2 separate regions of the Oryzias latipes genome follow, and region 1 is linked to region 2. Evidence: chromatin contacts called from public Hi-C data. All regions are on one chromosome and are shown on one strand. Each heading gives the region's core, a stretch centred on a gene start, on an enhancer-like site or on the middle of the called end of the contact. The rest is flanking DNA. Distances are from core to core; before and after follow the strand shown. Region 1 overlaps LOC101166715 (potassium voltage-gated channel subfamily KQT member 1-like). Region 2 holds the start of cdkn1b (cyclin-dependent kinase inhibitor 1B).

Region 1 (5,146 bases), core at 2,598-5,097, 74 kb after region 2:
TTCTGCTCTTGTTCCTGTCTGTAAGGTGAATAGTCATGGGATCCTATTTTTTATCCTCTTTGAGAGAATGACTCACCACTCCCCTCAAAAATGCATCTGTGCATGAGTGAATCCTTCCAACATAAAAAAAACACTTAATCCATGCTCCTTTCTCTTTCCATTTTTTTGACAATTAAAATAAACCTGGTGTTGAGTCTGACTATTTTTGCTGTATCTTTTGTCTGTCATTTATGTTCCATGAATGTTTGACATATTCAAAGTGATACATTCTTTTCTATATAGGCAAAAACATTGGAATTTTGCCCTTTTTTTTAAAGGAAAAAGATAAAGTTGGTGCCTTTGTGGGTTTAAAGCAAGCTGACTTCCTGTTTAGAATAAAGCTAATTGCATTCAAGCAAATGGGTGCTGTTTTAACCCTGTTTTTTTTTTCAAGTTGGGAAGTAGCAATTAAGAGCAGCTAAAACAATAAAAAAAAGAGAAAAAAAGAAAAAAATAGAAAAACAACATTTAAATATTAAAAACAATAAAAGAATGAAAAAATATTTTTAAATAGATAAAAAATAGAAAAATAAAATAATATCAATCCTTAAAACATACAGTTAAAATATTTTTAAAAATAGGATAAAATAAAATAGATTAAAAGAAAAAAAATGAAAAAACATAAAATTAAATTGAAAACAATTCAAAATTAAAAATGTAAAAAAATAAAAAAATACACAAAGGTAAAGAAACGGAAAAAAATGCAGACAAATTTGACTCTGTGGGTTCTCCACTATTGATATTCTTGGGAAAACATAAAAAAAGAAGACACTGAAATTCCTATTAAAAAATTCCTTTATTATCAACTATAAAACTACTAAAAGAATTTACACAAAATTGAGCAAATTGAACAAACACTTGGTGCTGCAAACACTAAAGTTTCACAGTGACCTCCAGAAACCTTATTGATGCCTGAGGCAAGTGTCTGTGTGAAAGGCGCTGAAAAGCCAATGTCTGAACCAGAAGTGTCTCACACATCTATAGTTTTACCTGTGTCTGCGTTAGTAAATCTTCTTTGCATCATCTCATGATCTATTGGGGTTGCAGCATAACAGTCTTCCATAACTCCAACATTTGCCAAAAATGTATTTGATTGGGTATCAAGAAGAAGGGAAAAACCCTTTTGTAGGTTTGAAATCAGTTCCAGACGTTCAGATCAGATCAAGATAAATGCATCAACCGTAGAGATCCCCTTCAAGTTTTTCTACACACGAACAGTGCCACCATGAGGCTTAAATCTAATGACTCAAACATTACAATTCCACTGGCATTTTCATTAGTCTCTCTCCTTCACAACCATTTCATCATTTTTATAAAAAATGGAATTTGTCCAAAATGTATAAAAGAATAACAATCTGTGCACTGACAGATGCAGAGGCACTAAGATTATACATGGTTTTTTCCAAGTTAAATAAAAAAAAAGCCAATAGTTCTTCTCTGCATATGTTTATTTATATATTTAAAAGACCAAATGTGGAGTTTTATTTAATTTATGATAAATGCATAAAAGCTTGCAACTGAAAACAGCACTCCTCTTTACTTACTTGGTTACAGTCAAAGTGTGAAATGGCCAAATGACCTTCTACATCAATTATCCTAAGCAATAAAATGTGAAAATAGTAATGCTTATGCATGCTAATAATCCCGTCACATTCTCAGGGAGCTCATAACCCCATAGGTCACCGCCATGTCAACATGATTTTCTGCATGGGGTCATATGCGGGACAAACTATATATAAAGGTTGATATGTGTTATTTGCTAAAAAAAAAGATGTTAGGAATATATGACTCAGCATCAAGACAGGGTCATTTTACTGGCTGGACAAAAACTTTTTTTCTGCTACTGTGGCCGCCCAACTTTGTCAGGCCACGCAACCTTTTTTTAACCGACCGACCTGTCCTAGGCTGACGTTTTTTTTAATTTAGCTCCCAGTTTCCCTTAACTTTTGAGGATAAAATGTATCATCATCCTCTGTAAAATAACTGCAGCTGATTTAAACTCTATACGTATACTAGATTTTGTGTAGGAACCTTTAAAATATGATAGAGATTTTCACTTAACCCATACCTGTCAAAGTGGAAGCTATAAAAATCGTGTCCAGACTTCAGTCTTGTCCGACTTTTAAGTTGCGACAGATAAGTATAAAAACAACATTCACTACGTTTCTAAGCAACTTTATTATCTGCGTCCTTGTAAATTTAGACAACTGGTTAGTAAATACTACATTATTATTATGGTGTGCGGAAACAACTGTCACAATAAAGTCCTATCTGGAGTAAAAACTCCTGGTTTTTGTCTGTTAAAAGCAGCTTTCTTTTATTTTGAAGTCGACGACTCTTTTATTTCTGTACTGGCTCTTTCTGCAAAAAGAAACTGTCTAATACGTTTTTTTGTTTTGTTGACTCTGCTAACTTGAGGGTCAAATTTAGCGGTCGCACAGCTGTTTTAGGATTTTCAACACGTGACCGAGCGACTTGACATGCATCAAAAATGAGTCGGATGTGGTGGGGAATATCCATTCGTTTTTTCAAAATAAAACTTCTTTCTGAATCAGATCTCAAATAAAATGATCACAATTATTTTTCTCTGTGGCCCGGTACCAACTGTCCCAGGGACCGGTACCGGTGGTGACTTCTTCAGAAAACGCTCAGGAACAGAAATCAGAATATTTACATTACTTTTACTTTTACACAAGTAAACGGAATGTTTTGAACATTTTCAGGAAATCTTTTAAATATACAACTAAGAATTTTTACTTGCACCTCATATATTTGCCTTTAATCCAAATTTTAGTATTTAAATATATTATATTAAATAAAATATTAAACATATTATAATATTCCCTGAAAAGTGTAAACTTCAATTCCAGAATTTTATCATTTTTGTAGAATTCTGAATTTAATCTCAACAAATCTACCCGAGCCCCAACCACCAACAATATCACCTAAATAATAAACAAACACATATTGCCCATTATATGTTTCCTGAGCACAAATTTGACTTAACAGCAGTGACATTTACACCCACGGCCTCTGGTGTAATTTATACTGCTTGGCATTATTCACAGCTGGTTTATGGTTCCATGCAGTGGATGATTTAACAGCGCTGAAAAAGGAAGGTGGCACCAGGGTTTCTGTGCACTGGATTTTAGAGGGACTACACGTTCCTATAAAACTCAGACCCCTGCTTCATGACCCAATCAAAACCTGCTAAAGTAAGCTCACACCTTCGAGCTCGTTATGAACTGGTCTGTGTGGAAGTATATTAGTGGCGCGACCCAAAGTAGCTCGGATATTGGGCCAAGACAGTAAAACCCGTAGGCAAAAAAATGTGTCCCCCGGCTCGGTGAAAGGGGGGCAATTAAACGGAAAACGTGAAAGGGGCATTTACAACCAATGAGAGGGCTCGTACTGGGAGCTATAGATATGCAGACGGAGGCTGGAGTGAAACCACTGACAAGAGACAGTGGCAGTGTTACATGATTTAGATACTGCCAGTGAGACTGCAGAGCTGTAATCCCCAAAGCACGGAACCAGACATGAAGAAAGAGGGCAAACTTTGGGAACGACAGACCAAGATCCACAGAAAAGGTTTGGGACAGCAGGCAAAAAAAAAAGAGAAAGATAAAAAGAAACAACAACAGGGAGGGATGGAAAGTCAGAGAGACTGGGAGATGGCGGGCAAGCACCCAGACATGCAGGCAGACTGTCCGTCTCTGGTTTGTGGGAATGTGGTAAAGACACAGTTGTAGGCAGAGTCCAGGCCCTGAAATTAGAGAGTGGCGCTTGGAGAGGGGAGGCAAAGCCAAAGGCCGTCTGGGAGCTGCCAGGGGCTTCATCTCCAACGCACAGCCGAAACATGATTTAATGCTGGGCTGCTCTACAAACAGCACACTGCTTCTGCTGCACTATCACTCTCCCAGCGGCACGCCAAGACCCTTTGCAGACTGCGGACTTCAAAAAGCCACCAGGACACCACATCAATGGTGGGAAGTGTTGATGTGAGAGAGCCGCTTTTGCTTGATGCCGAAGAAAGTCTGAGAGAAAAGCCAAAAATAGTGTGTAAAATAACCTCAGAAGGGGTTGTCTGCGGACATGTGGGTGTGACCATGAAGCACTAATAAGAAGGCAAAAAACAATACAACATGTTCATCACACCACAAAATACTCCACTACCTTAACAACCCATGAGAAACTATTTTACAACCATCAATGATGGGATTTTCTTAAGTTTATGACTCTTGACCTTTGTTGCCACTGATGCAGAGTGGGTCATCCTAGTTAAGGTCAATGTGATCCCTTCTTACTAAAGGCCGTGTCACACAGCCACCGCATACATTTTACTCAGACAAGGACAACTAATACCTACATGGATCTAGTCCTCTACAAGTGGATGCATCAGAATGGAGGGGAGCAGGGAGCATCATGGTTTCTACAAAAAAATACAAGCATTTTTTCGTCTGCTCCTGATTCACAACAATTTGAGTAAAGAAATATTCAGATATGGAATTTTAAGCTTAATTTTCTTTATACTCGTCCTCTTTTTATCAGAAAAAAGCAGCAAGAAGATGTTAAAAACACCAAAAAACACCATTTTCATTGGAGTGGGTCTTTAATGAAAAGAATTAATGCTCAGTCTTCAGAAACACAGTCTGGTCACACTGAGTGGCTTCACTGAAGTGCAGTGGTATTGAGATCTGTCTATTCAACCAAACATGTGAGATCAAAAGGTAATCTATAGTAACATGTGTGTTTAAAAAATTAAATGTATTACTGTAGGATTTAGACGGATGGCTTGTTTTTCTAAATTTCATGGTTTAGACTGAGGCAGAGAGGTAGAATAAATTCTGTGTTCGCCCCACGGGGTGTGGCAGTTTCTTCTTCTGAAGGATGTTGGTTCCATTCTTGGCTCAATTGTGTGCCAAAGTGACTGAGCGATAACACTAGCTGTGGTTACATAAAGAACGCCTGATCAGAAGAAAAATGCATCATGTAAACACACCGTTCCGAATACTCTGCCCCGATCAGATTCGTTCGGATCAAAATTTCTTTACGATCGAGATAGTTGGGTTATGCAGATTGTCAATCCGACAGTTTATTCCGATAG
Region 2 (5,053 bases), core at 886-3,385:
AAAAGCACAACAAATACTAAAAAAGGATTACATTTTAGAAATCAAAACAAATTCTACAAACTAAAACGTAAAAATAAAAAGGAAATGTTAAAAAAATGAAACAAAATATGGAACCTGAAAAGGTAGGTACTATGGGACATCACCGATTGGACGATGATGTTTGAGTTTTAAAGATGAAAAGCATAAGGATGTTTGGCTCAAAACTGCGGTGGAGTTGATTGAGCAACCACTGAACTTTGACTGTGATCAGAAACTCGAAGACAAATCATCTAATGTAGTTTTTGCATTGACTGATTTGTTGATTGGATTTGCTCATCAGGGTCACTGTAATAAACACACGTAACATAAAAAAATAGCTTTAAAATTCAGCAGTGTCCCTCTTTTATTGGCTTTATAGCTCTTGAGTCAATTGCCTGTAATGTGTTGTAGCCCAACTACTGGATTCCCACTCGATCAAAGCATTAAATCTGTTACCAAATGGGGACAAAAACAATCACATTGGTTTGGTGCACATATGTATATTCATGTTTATGCTAAACTTGTTCTGTGGACTTTTCCATTTGCTTTACCATGAAAGTCTCAAAAAGTTGCTTTTTATTATTATTTTTTTCTTTACATACAAACACCAGCGTTTGTGCAAAGATTTGTGTTCACACATTTCCACCAAACCTTTTTTTCCCCTAGATGTTGTCGGAGGAATCAAATCCACTAAATGTTGAAATACACAAAGATTTCTATCCTGCTGCTTTGGGTTTGGTTGAAAACACTTGAAATGAATGGGATTTGGATCCTGACTGAGCCGTCGTGTTCGCTTGCAGGTACCAGATGGTTTCAGACGGAGCCGTGTGGATCAACCACACACGGGCGGACAAACCGGAGCAGGTTCTCGTCCCCAAACTCCACGTCCTGTCCAACGGACTCACTCTGCTCAGAGTGGGCAAGAGGAACTACTACATCATCAAGTGGCTCGGTCTTTGAGGCTGCACCGCCCACCGCAGTGCCTGTACGCCGTAAAGGACTTACAGGCAAGGTAGGCGACTAAAGCAGACTGTAGCGGACTCATAATGGTGACTCTGTAAGTCCATGTGGCCTTTGTTAAAAATGTAATCGTACAGACAACTTTAGTATTTAAAGGTATTAAAAGATTTGTGCTTCCAGAGTTGTGTGTTAGATGAAGCTCTAGGGGGCGCTGTTGGCTTGACAGTGGTTGAGTGAACACTGCTGCACCTCCTATCCTGCTCTGACCCTTTGAGTAAATAATTGCTCACAGCTAAATTAGATTGCATCATTTCTGTCAAAAGGCTTTTGGTTCTATTTAAAGACGACTGCGCCACTTTCAATTTAAGCATCAAGCTGCCCTCTATTCTCATTTAGGGGTGTTTATTTTTTTTTGCATGTGAATAAAAAGTAAAAACTAAGAAGCTTTATGATAAATCTGGAAAAAAACAGTTGACTTTAGGATAGCAGAAATTTATTTTCATCTTTATATGTTATTACTTCATATATAAATATTTTCAGTCAATAATTCCGATATATGTACAGATTTTGTTACGGTAAGAAAATTTTTTAGAATTAAAATGTTTATTAGGCTTTTACTAAATCAGCTCAGTTTGGGGTCCTCTTACTGGACTTTATCTCCATTTAGGACCACAGGTTCATTTATTAGTGTCCATTGAAAGAATATGATGCAACAATTTCAGTTTTGTTTTGGATTTTACTCCATTTTAATTGTATTTATTAATTTTACTGTACATCCAAAATGTTTAAAATAAATACTGAATATGTGTGTTTTAGAACATATTGGCACTATTTGTATGGTTGCAATCCAATTTTTTTCTTCAAATTTAGATGTCTTAAAATGTTTAATCCATTTTACTTTTTGAAACTTGTACATTAAGTTACATCAAATGTGTGAACTTATTTACTTTGTAAAAAAAATAAAAAAGGTAAGTAATATGTTTAGAACAGCATGCCTTATGCAATTATTCGGTCTACCTTAAATAAAGTGGGCGGGTCTAAAGAGCTCCATCCAATGAGTGCGCTTCTTGGGTTTTAAATGGCTCCGTATGTCAATCATGTGTAACCCTCCTCCCCCTCCCTCCAAAGTCAACCTCCCCTCTCAATCCCCACTACATGTCTCAATCGCCATATTGGGTACCGAGAGGTTCGCCTCCGCTTCCCGCTGTACGGAGCGACGTTGACAGCGAGCTTTGGTTCGTTCTCCCGTCGTTTGGATGATTGGCGTAAGCCGTCTTCGGCTCAGGAAATCGCAGCCGTGTTTGCCTCCAGCTCGACGTGCGCATGGTCGTTTCACGCCTGTTTTGGATCTTTCCCCGTGACTAGGAGGACATACCTTTTTTTTCTTTTCTTTTTTCTTCTTGAGGTGTGTTTTTCGCCTGAAAACTGGACGCTCCCGGCTGCTTGAAATTTTTACCTTTTTTCCGGGGGGCTTAACCATGTCTAACGTTCGACTTTCGAGCGGGAGCCCGACTTTGGAGAGGACGGAGCCCCGGGTGTCGGAACACCCGAAGCCGTCAGCCTGCAGGAGCCTCTTCGGCTCGGTGGACCACGAAGAGTTAAAGAGGGATTTAAATGTACATTTGCGGGAGTTTGAAGAGGCTGCCTCCGCCAAGTGGGGCTTCGACTTCGCGACTGACACACCGCTGCCCAACAGCAGGCTGGAGTGGGAGCTGGTGAACGCCAGAGACCTGCCGAGTTTCTACACCCGCCTGCCGCGGCGAGAACGAGGCGTTTGCCCCGGGAATAACAATGTGGATCTAAACGGGAATCATGACTGTGTCGGGACAGTTCCCAGCCGCTCTGACGCTCAGATGGAGTGCACGGAGCAGTGCGGCGGGCTGAGGAAGAGACCTGCGTGTCACGGTATGACATTAGCATCAAACGACCCGTTGCTGTGTAACAGATCGCCGGGCGGCAGCTTTGTGCTCGCGGTACTGGTATGCGGGATGAGGGGGTCGTAAAGCGGGGGAAACTGCCGTAAAATCCCAGAGAACATTGAGCACCCCGACCATTTTTTTCTCTCTGTAATATATAGTTTATTTTACTCATTTATTTATTTTTGCAGACCCTTCGGCCCCAAGTAAGAAGTCTCACACCAGCCCGGAGGAGGTTAGCTGTCCGAGCCTGAGCCAGTCTGCAGAACACACACCCAGAAAGACCAGCCCCAAGAGACCAACGTGAGCACGGCGACACGGTGAGCGAACCACTTCAATTTAAAAAAAACTGTTAACCTCGAATTTAAAAAAAAAAAAAGATATTAAATTTTACATCATTTTTTTTTTTATTTGTATTGACGCATTCTAGCGCAAAAAAGTGAAGTCTGTTTATTAAACCAAGAGGATTTATATGACACGCCAATAAAGAATTTTTAAAAAAAAAAGTTTTTTCCTCCTTGCGGCCGATGTTCGTCTGCTGAACTGTAAACAACAAGCTGAACAACAGTGTAGTAGTAACACGTCAGCAGCCAGTGGCCTCCGCGCGGACGGGAAGGGGCAGGTCTCTGAGCGCGCGCGCGCAGAAACACACGCAGACATGTACACTCCCTGCTGCAGAGGAGAGTACGAGAGTTCTGCAGGTCTACTATGACCCACAAGAGAGAAGGAGCACAGAAACCTGCTCTAAGCTGTCAGGTGTGAACCTTTAAAGGTTGTGGCAAAAAAAGTCAAGGTTAAATTAGCGGAACTTTGACTTCGATTTATCTTTAAGTAAAAAAAAATCCCATGTTCATTTTCGTCTCTTCTTAGTAAAAATAAAAGTTAACAGAACTGAAAAAATTGCACGTTTTTGTAAATGGTATGCAGCCGAGCTTTATTTGAGTTGATAGTTTTGTTTTGTTTTTGGAAATGACTAGTTTCTTCTTTTTTTTCAGTCATACCTCAGAACACTGTCAATACTTTAGCAGTAGTAGTTGCATCTCCTAAAAGAAAAAAAAGTACTAACCTTTCAACCTCTTTGTTTTTGTCTTTTGTTCTGATCTCCAACAGAGCTCAAGATGTGCCCCTCCCAGTTTTTTTTTCTCTGTACGAGTGTGTTTGCGTATGCGTGCATGTGTTTTTTTTTGTTTTTTTGTTTTTAAGACTGCGTTGATCTTTTTTTTTTTTTTTTAATTATTCTTTCCTTTTTTTGGACGAGGATCTACACAGCATCAGAAACATATCAGCTCTCCTGAGGACGGGGGAGGACGCTGTTGAAGCACTGAAGAGAAACACTAAAGTTTGTGGCACTCATTGAAATGTTACTGCCTCTAACAGCAGTCCATGTAGCAGCGTGCAATTAGGTTTGATTTTTTTCTTTTTTTAACTACCTGTGTGTAAATAATTTAATAAATAAATATATATGTTTTCTATGTAGCACATAAAAACATTGATTTTTTTTTTTTTTTAATCCTTTGTGTAAAAGAGGTGTGAATTTTGATTTGACTTGAAGTGTTCGGTTTGAAACATGTTTCCAAAATGCTGTTCTGTTTGCATTTTATTATTATTATTAATATTTTTGAAAGGCACTGTGGTGTTGACCCAGTCCATAAATGCTACATTTAAAAAAAAAGAAAGAAAATCATGGTTTTAGTTTCTCAACAGTGTGCCTTTATGCCGTCATCTTCCTAACTCAACAGCAAGGAATGGTACAAATGTAGCTCATCTGCCTAATGAACGTGTTTTTCTTTTCTTCCCTTTTTTGTGTTGAGGCCACTTTTTCTTTTTTCTTTTTTTTAAAGATCCACAGGAAATGGCACAGGATGAAATTAAAAATTTCAGCAAGTACCTTTTATTTTCCTTTTTTTTTTTTTAATATTTATTTTAAAATTGGAGTTCTGATGCTTTTATTTTGTAAATGTTTCGATCCCCAGAGTTGTGAGGCACTCATTTTTTTTTTGAAGGACAAAGACCATGCACATGTTTCCAGGCTGTCAAACCTAAGTTAAATGTTTCTCCTGTACCAAATACACACTCGCTTTTATTTGGTTTTCAGAGTTGACTTCACATCGTATGACTTTGTGATAACCTTGAATGCTTTTATTTGTTTTCCACCCTTG

Evidence for each region. Hi-C and Micro-C count contacts between places; a contact is called where the count stands out from the background.
Region 1: a Hi-C map of embryo shows a contact between it and region 2, with 1.8 times the contacts expected there. The contact joins the enhancer-like site here to the promoter of cdkn1b in region 2. A contact is called at or near these places in 3 of 5 Hi-C or Micro-C datasets (embryo and fibroblasts).

Annotation. Positions count from the first base shown.
Region 1 is chr6:11,507,689-11,512,834 of ASM223467v1, forward strand. The region is part of intron 18 of LOC101166715 (potassium voltage-gated channel subfamily KQT member 1-like); the gene reads right to left. Among protein-coding and RNA genes, the nearest start is that of LOC105354196, 46 kb to the left of the region's middle. Within about 2 kb of position 3,848, at least 2 of the 8 cell types and tissues checked have an H3K27ac peak or open chromatin away from gene starts, as enhancers often do. A contact at or near this core is called in embryo, where this site is marked.
Region 2 is chr6:11,435,482-11,440,534 of ASM223467v1, forward strand. It overlaps cdkn1b (cyclin-dependent kinase inhibitor 1B), which reads left to right and starts at 2,136. Exons shown (of 3, transcript XM_011476548.3): 1 at 2,136-2,883; 2 at 3,086-3,214; 3 at 4,005-5,053. The coding sequence starts at 2,457. The coding sequence ends at 3,201. yars2 (tyrosine--tRNA ligase, mitochondrial) reads left to right here. Exons shown (of 5, transcript XM_004069887.3): 5 at 819-1,806. The coding sequence ends at 978.